2 separate regions of the Ovis aries genome follow, and region 2 is linked to region 1. Evidence: chromatin contacts called from public Hi-C data. All regions are on one chromosome and are shown on one strand. The core of a region is the stretch at or near the end of the contact, and the rest is flanking DNA. Distances in the headings are between cores, read along the strand shown.

Region 1 (4,185 bases), core at 932-3,431:
CAGACACAACTGGAGAGACTTAGCATGCAAGCATATGTTATTACATGATGTTGGGTATAATCCCTGTGCTATACAGTAAATCCTTCTTGCTTATCTGTTTATGTCTAGCAGTTTCATTCTTTCCACCTTTCTGTCATCCCTTCTGCACCCCTCCACCTTCAGTCCAGTCAGATTTGCGTGTAAATGGTGAGCAGCACAATCTCTCTCCTCCCCGAAGCTGCTGTCAGTTTCTTGCTGCAGGAATCAATCTCATCAACAGCCCCGAGCCAGAGTGTCCTGTGCTCCCCACCCTTTCTTCCTGTCACCTTCCCATTCATTTCCTGTGAGCTCTGACCCTTTCTTGGGAACATTAATTAACCATGATGCTTTTTAATCAGAATTCTAGGAAAGTGGATATCCGTATGACTCACTCCAGTTTAAAGCAGTATTTACTATATTTAATTGAGCAGATGAGGTTTTTTTTTTTTTTTTTACTAGACATTCACTGTATGGATTTACAACCATCTGTGTGAAACCATTCTGGGAAAGAAAAATAAAAAATCAGCACCGCTGGTTATAATGAGGCTTTGCCATATCACTAAAACTCTGAGTGAAAACATATGGGATGGTTATCTTTAAATGATCTCATAAATGTCTTTACTTAGGAATACAACAGATTTCTTTTATAATGCTTGGTTTAAAAATAAAACACCACCCTTGGAAATTATAGTCTACCACTCTTGGCTTGACAAGAAAAGGCTTTTACAACTTATATTGTTAGAAATTTTAAAGGAATCTACAATTTATACAATCATGAGCTTGTTAAATAAGCTATGTAAATTTATGTGGACCAGGGTCTAAATGAATTCAGGCCTAAATAAATCAAACCCTAGCTAGACCATGATTTAATTAAAAATTGACAATATGACTCATGGCACTTAAGTTTACTGATGTTTATGCCAAAAGAGGCATCATGGCTATGACAGAGAGAAATGTAGGAGGGCTGACAGACTCTTCAAGGTTAAAACAGAAGTGTCAAGATGAACATGGCATTGTAGGAGTTTCTGTAACTGCTCAAATAAATGTCTTCAGAACATTTTGACAGCAAGTAAATTCACACGGTAGTCATAAAAATTCATAGATGTACATCTTTATCTTCAGCTTTTATCCCTCTCCTCTAGGGTTTGGGGGTTTTAGGTTTCTCTTTACCTTCTTATGAATGTATGTCTATATAGATATAGATGTCTACATATTTTATATAGAGATCTTATGACTATATTTTATATATCTTTTCAAACTTTTGTTCTTGTTTTCACTTATAATACATGTCTTTTATACAGTATTTTCTCCTTTTTGTCTATTTTCCGGAATACACCCTCTGTGACTGGCATCCCTATTTGTGTTTGAGATGCTTGCGTAAGTTTGGTGACGAGCTTCCTTTCTGGAACATATGCAGATCACCTTTCACTTGGGGAGGCCCCTCTTCAGCCTGTCATCTCCCTCAAGGCCCAGAGACCACAGCCAGGGTCCCCTAGGCACAAGGCAGGTTTCAGGGGAGGGCAGGTGCAGCAGGAATGTGTCTGAACCAAAACCAGAACGAATAAGCAGACACGTATGTGTGTGCTTATGGAATACCAGAGCACTATTTGAAACCCAAATTCTCCTAGAACCTGAGGGCACACAGCCTTGGCAATCAGTGATCAGTATCTGACTCCCAGCCCCCAAATGGAGCAGGTGGAAAGGAGGCTGTAGCCCCACATCTGTTTCCACCCTGGCTATCTCCTCCTGTCTCAGCACAGCCCATGGGCCCATCCACAGCTGGCTCCTCCCTGGGGTTCCCTCTGAGCAGTACCATTGTGCAATGGATTCTCCACCAACTTCTCCAAGGTAAGCCTTTCCATCCTATTTGTGTCTTAAGGAGAGTCTTTAATGGCTTCAGGCAAAGGAGTCGGTAATTTAGGAGTTTCAGGACTCTGGCAGGGTGGGAAAGGGGTTTCTCCCTTAAGACAAAAGGCCTGATTGGTGTCCTCCGCACCATCCAGGGGTCTTTTGGACCTGTGCTCCCCACCTCCCTACAGCAGGGCCCTCTCTTCCTCTGCAGCCAGCTGGTCTGAGAGCTGCAGGGCTGCAGGAGGCTGGGAAATACTAGGGCTCTCAGGGGACGACAAGAGGCTGGACTCGCCCACACCCTGAGCTTACTCAGGAGATCGGAGAGGGAGCTGGTGACCTTCCTTTCATTCTTCAAGACGAGCTTGGTCCTTTCTCCTCGGATTCTTGAATGATTTTTGGGAGAGTCAAATGGAGAGAAACACAAGATTTAGGACCACGTTTAAGATTCTGCAGACTTTTCCTCAAGAACAGCCAAAGCCCAGGGCCTAGAAGCCCCCTCCCTACCAGTGGTGATCAACCAGGGAGGCGAAGCGGGGGAGAAAGGACACAGTTCATAGTGACAGAGGCATGAGCTGTGAGTAGAGCTGAGCTGATGAACCTGATTTGGGGAGACCGGCAGCCCTTGTATTCCTCCCTCTTTTCCTTCCAATCCTCCCATAGCAGTTGGCAACCTGAGAGCTGAGCTGGGCCCGTGCATTAGCCTACGGCGCCACCTAGCCACCCCAGAGGGTACTCGAGAAACACTGTGCCAGGAGGTTTTAGGGGTTTTTTTTGTTGTTGTTATTTCCATACCCAGAAAAGGGGGTTTCCATTTCATTCATGGAGTTCTGGGAAATGGAATTTGTATAAAACCTTTCTTGCACACGATGGAAAACATTTATTAGCGTCTAATGAGAGAATGTGGCCTAAAAGCAATTGTAATAAAAACTTAGAGGGTAAGAGTTCAGTGCTCTACACTTGCATTTTGCCCTAGTAACAGCTGTGACTGCAGTTTTTGCTTCAAGAAGTTGATTCTGCCTCATGTTATTGAATCTACCTTACATTACAGACTTTATTCAAATGACAAAGAGCTAATGTTTCTCCTATTTTCTTTTCTTTTTCTTTTCTCCTCCAGGTCAGATTTAGCTCTGGGGGAGGCCTGGGAATCCTGAAGGGAACGGAGGCTCATGAGAGACTGATTCTATGGGGACACTTGGGACAATATCAGTCAAGGGTGTGGCAAATTTATGACATTGCTGTACCCCCTGCCACCTTTTCAGTCAGATGAGGCTGTCCCAGCTCCCACAGACCCAGCTCCAGGAGGAAATTCGGGAGCTTATCAAGAGAACAGGTACATCCTCACCATAGATGTCATGGTCCTGCCGGCGAAGCTGGAGCTGGCCTTCTCATCTGAGATGGATAAAGCTCTGAGGCCAACAGACCCAAGGTTGCCTCTAAAGCTTCTGAAAAAAAAAAAAAAAAGATGTCTTAATGACTGCATTGGAAATAGGCAGTCTTTGCCTAAAGGCTCAGGAGACCTTGGAGACTGTAAACATGATCTCTGGAGCCAAATGCCTGGATTCCACATGTACTTCTCTGTTATCTAAGCCCTGCCTCAGTTTTCTAGATTATGAGTATAATCCTAGTGTTTATTTCATTAGGTTTTGGTGAAGATTAAATGAGATAAACTATATAAATGCTTCAGATGAGGCCTGACACATGGCAGGCACTTCATAAATATTAACTAATGTTTAATTATCCTAGAATTGAAAGGAACAACCTGAGTCTTCTTGCACTGAAACAGTTTTGTTAATTAGCATAGCAAATCGTGCCTCTGTAGCAAGTCTCCGTGGCAATTTCTTCGGCTGTCCCCACACTGGCAGCAGAAACAGGAGGTATACATACAGCTTTTTAAAAAACCATTTTTTTTTCAGGGTTTCCCTGGTGGCCCAGTGGTAAAGAATCTGCTTGCCAATGCAGGAGATATGGGTTCAGTCCCTGATCTGGGAAGATGCCACAAGCCTCAAAGCAACTGAGCCCGAGCCCTAGAGCCCTGGAGCCCCAACTACTGAAGCTCGCGTGCCCCGGAGCCCATGCTCCACAAGAGAAGACACCGCAACCAGAGAGCAGCCTGTGCGGCAACAAGACCCAGCACAGCCAAAGATAAATGAAAATAAATAAAATTAGTTTTAAACGTTTTTTAGGAGAAAGCATCCAAAACAAGAAAAAGTAGACCAGTTTATCTCAGTGGATGCTCAAATAATGTTGCTAGCTGATCAGGGTTGTTGTTGTTGTTCGCTATTATTGTCCCTCTCCAAATCACAGCACCATCTCAGG
Region 2 (4,185 bases), core at 597-3,096, 370 kb before region 1:
CACATTCTAGGCACTTCACAATGTATTTAATAAATTCATATCAAATTGCTGAGTCTGACTGGGGGATGGGGGAAGTCCCAGAGCATTAAAAAAAAAAGTAGCTTCATTAAATATGAGCTGTAATTTAAGAATACTCAGTATGAAAAAACACAAATTCATAAAACATATAAGTTGTGCATACTATAGGGAATTTCTTTTCTTGGGATGGTGTATCCTTAACCAATGGAAAATTTGGAGGCATTCAGCCTGGATGTTGATTTTTCAGATAGTTGAAGGCTGGTAGTGTAGAAAATGATTTTTTAGCTATTACTTACTTTGTGGCTGCAGAGTCAGCTTCATGGGACCAAGATTGCTGCTCCAAGCAGAGCTGTCCAGCAAGGGAGAGTGCTGCCTGTGGATGAGAGTGTTGCCCACCCTGGAAGTTCAGTCCAGTTCCCTGGGACTGGATTGCCATTGCTCAGGAGGTTGTGGGGAGGAGTCCTAGCTGCTGGAAAAGCTAGGTTACAACCCCAGGTCCTTCCTTCACTGGTCCTGGGACTGCGTGAAGGAGCCAGCAAGTTTTCTTCCACTTTTTGTAGTCCATTGGGAATTTCAAGTCCCTGAAGTGGAAAATTTGCCTGGCTTGCAGGCTGGCTATTCATTTTGTCACCAGATGTCTCCAGCTTTTAGGTCTAAATGTGAGGAAGCACCAAAAACTGTCTTCGAGTAGTGCCTTTGCCACAGGACCAAAAAAATAAAATAAAAAAGTGTGGAAGAAACTAGATATAAAGGGTTAGGATAAAATATACTTGTGCTTACAATATTTAAGCAAACTGCAAAAGGCTAGAAAGGACTAGATGGTTACTTCTAACTGTAATGTTTTAGGATGGAATTAATATTTATCCACATATACTGATGACACGGTATATTTTCACCATGTTTGTGTTCAGTGGTATCATTTCTAGAGTGTTCCCCTGCTCTTTATTAATCACAAGATCTGAACCTTGTAAAGGGGGTGGGGTGGGAATTAGGGTGATATTTTCCACTGTGGAGAGAAAAGAGGCAGCTGGCTGGCTTATCATTCCTTTTTCACATGTAGCCTGGAGCCAAGAAAAGGTAGTGGTCATTGACAAGGTAAGCAACTCTCCAGGAAGTGTTTCTCCAGGTTTAGGTTAAGTGGGCATTGTCAGTTCAAGGTCAGGGGAGCCCCAGAAGTGTTCTTCCTGGTCCATCACCACTTGCACCCCAGTTACTAAGCCGAGATCTGCGGAGGTGTGTTGGGTGATCTGGTGCTAACCATGCTGAGAGAAAAGATTTCTAGCGGTTTCTCACGAGGGGAATGAGTGGATTCACGTTCCCTCAGAGGAATGTGAGTTCCTGCAGGGCTTCCCAGGGGCTGTGCGAGGCCGCTTTCCAGCGATCTGCAGCCACAGCAATTGGGATTTTACAGTGACTGTGAGATTCTGACCTGCCCTGTTCTGTTTCATGCTGGCATCTGGCAGAGTGTGGGAACTACTGCCTCAACAGTAAGTACAGTGAGTCCTCCGAGAAGCTGGGACGGCCCCTGGGCTGGTGCCAGGGCAGGCTCCGGCCAGGCTGTGGGCACAGTGCCGGCCAGCCACCTTCAGAGGGTAACGGGGGACACACCTCTCAGAGGGGTTGCAGCCTCCCACCGAGATCGCCAGCCCTGGGAACACACTTGTCTCCTGGCTGGGTCTTGGGAAGCCCTGAGCTAGGGGGGCTTAGTCAGCAGCTGGACCGGGCTCACACACACACAGCCCTTTGAGAGTCCAGGTGCAGAGCACGTCCTGATCATTTCCAGGGGTGCAGGGGAATGATGACTGTTGGCCACAGACCCATGTCCATGACCAATAACAGCAGGGACGGGCCCTGCTTGGGGCTGAGCCAAACCCAGCAGGGACTCCAGAGTGACTGGGAGGGACGGCTTCTCCTCCTGTCTGGCATCAGCAGCTGGCAATTCAGGGCCTGCTCGCCCAGCTACGAGCTCCCCTGTCCTGCGTTTCCCCACTCTTGCTTCTTATACCGCATTCTCACCCTCTTCTTTCTATACTTTTGCTTCTCCTGGACTTCTCCCCCGGCCACAGCTTTTTCATCCCCTCTGCATCCCCTGCCTGGGGCTGCCATCCACTTGGCTGTTTGTTTTCGTGTTGTTGTTTTTTTCCCACACCTTCTTATCCTTTGCTTCTCTGACATTTTCTTTTCTCCTCCTCTAACATCTGCTTTCCCCTTCTTCTTCTCTCTTCCCACCAACTTTCTACTTGTGGCATTTTGCATCTCTTTTTTTCCCCTCTCAGCTTCCTTTTCTTCCTTCCTCCTCCTCCTCCTCACTTAAACCAGAGGGTGGTGCAGCTCAGGATTTGAAATTAAAGAGCCATTCACTTCTGACTCTAAAATGCCCTCCGGGTCGACAGCCCCTTGTCCTGGGCCATGCTGCCTCAGAGGACATGAAAGTAATTTCTCGGATAGTTACCTCAAACAAATGTTTGCTTCTCTTCCTCCCCTTCTTTTCTTTCTTTCTTTTACTCTCTCCCTCCCCGAACTTCTTTTTTCCTTCCTTCCTTTTTTTTTTCTTTCTTTTTATGAAGAATACAGGAGCATGCTGTGGGTGACCTGCCAACACAGGAACTTTTATTTGGGGGCCCAATGTCATCATGGGCTTCCCAGGTGGCCCAGTGGTAAAGAATCCACCTGCCAATGCAGGAGACGCCAGAGAGGCGAGTTCGATCCCTGAGTGGGGAAGATACCTGGAGGAGGAAATGGCAACCCACTCCAGTATTCTTGCCTGGAAAATCAGAGGAGCCTGGTGGGCTACAACCCATGGGCTTGCAGAGTCCAGACATGACTGAGCATACACACATGCAATGTCCTTGGGTTTTGTGTTTTACTGGTTTTTTTTTTTCTTTCTTCCTTCCTTCTTTTCTGTCTTTCTTTCCTTCCTCCCTTCTTTTTAATGTGTAGAAGTTGAGTTTAAACTCTCCTATCATCTGTAGCATCGATAATTACACATTTTTTCTCTCCTGGATATAGAGTCCTTAGTTCAATGTCTTCTTTGTGCCAACCACGTATCTTGTGAAACTATGACTTATTTTATAAGCTGGCTTATTTTCTCTCATTTTGCACATTTCTTTGAACATGAGATTCATTTTACCTTAACTTTCTAAACTGCCATTTCTCTGTCTTTCTAAAGAGGAAAGTGATGCTGCTGTGATCTCTTTAGAAGAAATCCTCTGCATTATCCCTAATTCATGACACCAAATGCTACTACTTAACTTATTCCTTTACTCACTGTGTGGACGACGGTGATTCCTCAAGAAAACAAAGTAATGAGAAGGAAACACTTCTAAAATATTGGAAAGTAGGCTGAGGGCCGGAGTTTGGGTCATAGTCTGTTTCTCTCTTAGCTGTATAATCTTGGGCAAATCCTGTATGACTATGTGCCTCATTTTCTTTTTCTATAAAATGGGAACACCCAAGCCTCCCCTTCCCCAATACTTGCTGCTCCTTTGTATGTCTGTGGTAAAAAATTTTGTGAAATAAAACACCAGAAGGTGCTTTACAAAAAACAGTCAAAGCCTTATCCATTACTAACCAATATCTGAGGTTGTGACCGAATGGGTTCTGGACCAGGTTGGTTTCAAATAGAGAAATCCTGGTGGATTTTGTTGGGGGACTGTTTGCCTCCCTTGGAGAACTTCTAGGGCTATCCCCAGCTGCTCCTCACATGGCCCAGGGCCTGCCCTTTAGCTTCCAGGAATAACTGGGCACGATTCAAGGTTCAGTATATTGCAGGGCCTTCTCAGTAGGGCTGAGGCAGATAACGGTGACGGCCAGCCCCAGGGAGGGACCACCAGGGAGACGCCAACTCCAGGCAATCAGGCCAGGTCATGCCAAACCAGGCCAAGTGCCTGTGCAGCCAAGAGGAAGGGGCTGCCAAGTTGATGAATGCCCTATTTCCGGGAGCTGGCTTTCTTTGTCTTTTCCTGCCGCGTGGTGGAGTGCTGGGGTCAAGAGAGCCGCATAGCTCGTAACCTCCGTTTTCTGTTCTGTCTCAGCGATCACAGAAGCTATTGAGATCCCGCAGTTTATCGGCCGCAGTTACCTGACATATGACAATCCAGATATTCTCAAGAGGTAAGAAGACCCCTCTCGCACTTTCCTTATCTCCTGGGAGGTCAGTTTCTCTTT

The links. A called contact is a pair of places that touch in the nucleus more often than the background predicts.
Region 2: a contact with region 1 is called in a Hi-C map of tail adipose tissue, with 8 times the contacts expected there. The contact joins two enhancer-like sites. A contact is called at or near these places in 9 of 16 Hi-C or Micro-C datasets (hypothalamus, liver, mesenteric adipose tissue and 5 more).

What each region holds. Positions count from the first base shown.
Region 1 is chr16:35,763,722-35,767,906 of ARS-UI_Ramb_v3.0, reverse strand. LOC114118742 (a long non-coding RNA gene) reads right to left here. Exons shown (of 7, transcript XR_009596785.1): 3 at 3,212-3,311; 4 at 2,179-2,252. Among named protein-coding and RNA genes, the nearest start is that of OSMR, 35 kb to the right of the region's middle. Within about 2 kb of position 2,181, at least 24 of the 54 cell types and tissues checked have an H3K27ac peak or open chromatin away from gene starts, as enhancers often do.
Region 2 is chr16:36,137,507-36,141,691 of ARS-UI_Ramb_v3.0, reverse strand. It overlaps EGFLAM (EGF like, fibronectin type III and laminin G domains), which reads left to right. Exons shown (of 23, transcript XM_004017034.5): 19 at 4,053-4,131. Among named protein-coding and RNA genes, the nearest start is that of LIFR, 140 kb to the right of the region's middle. Within about 2 kb of position 1,846, at least 10 of the 54 cell types and tissues checked have an H3K27ac peak or open chromatin away from gene starts, as enhancers often do.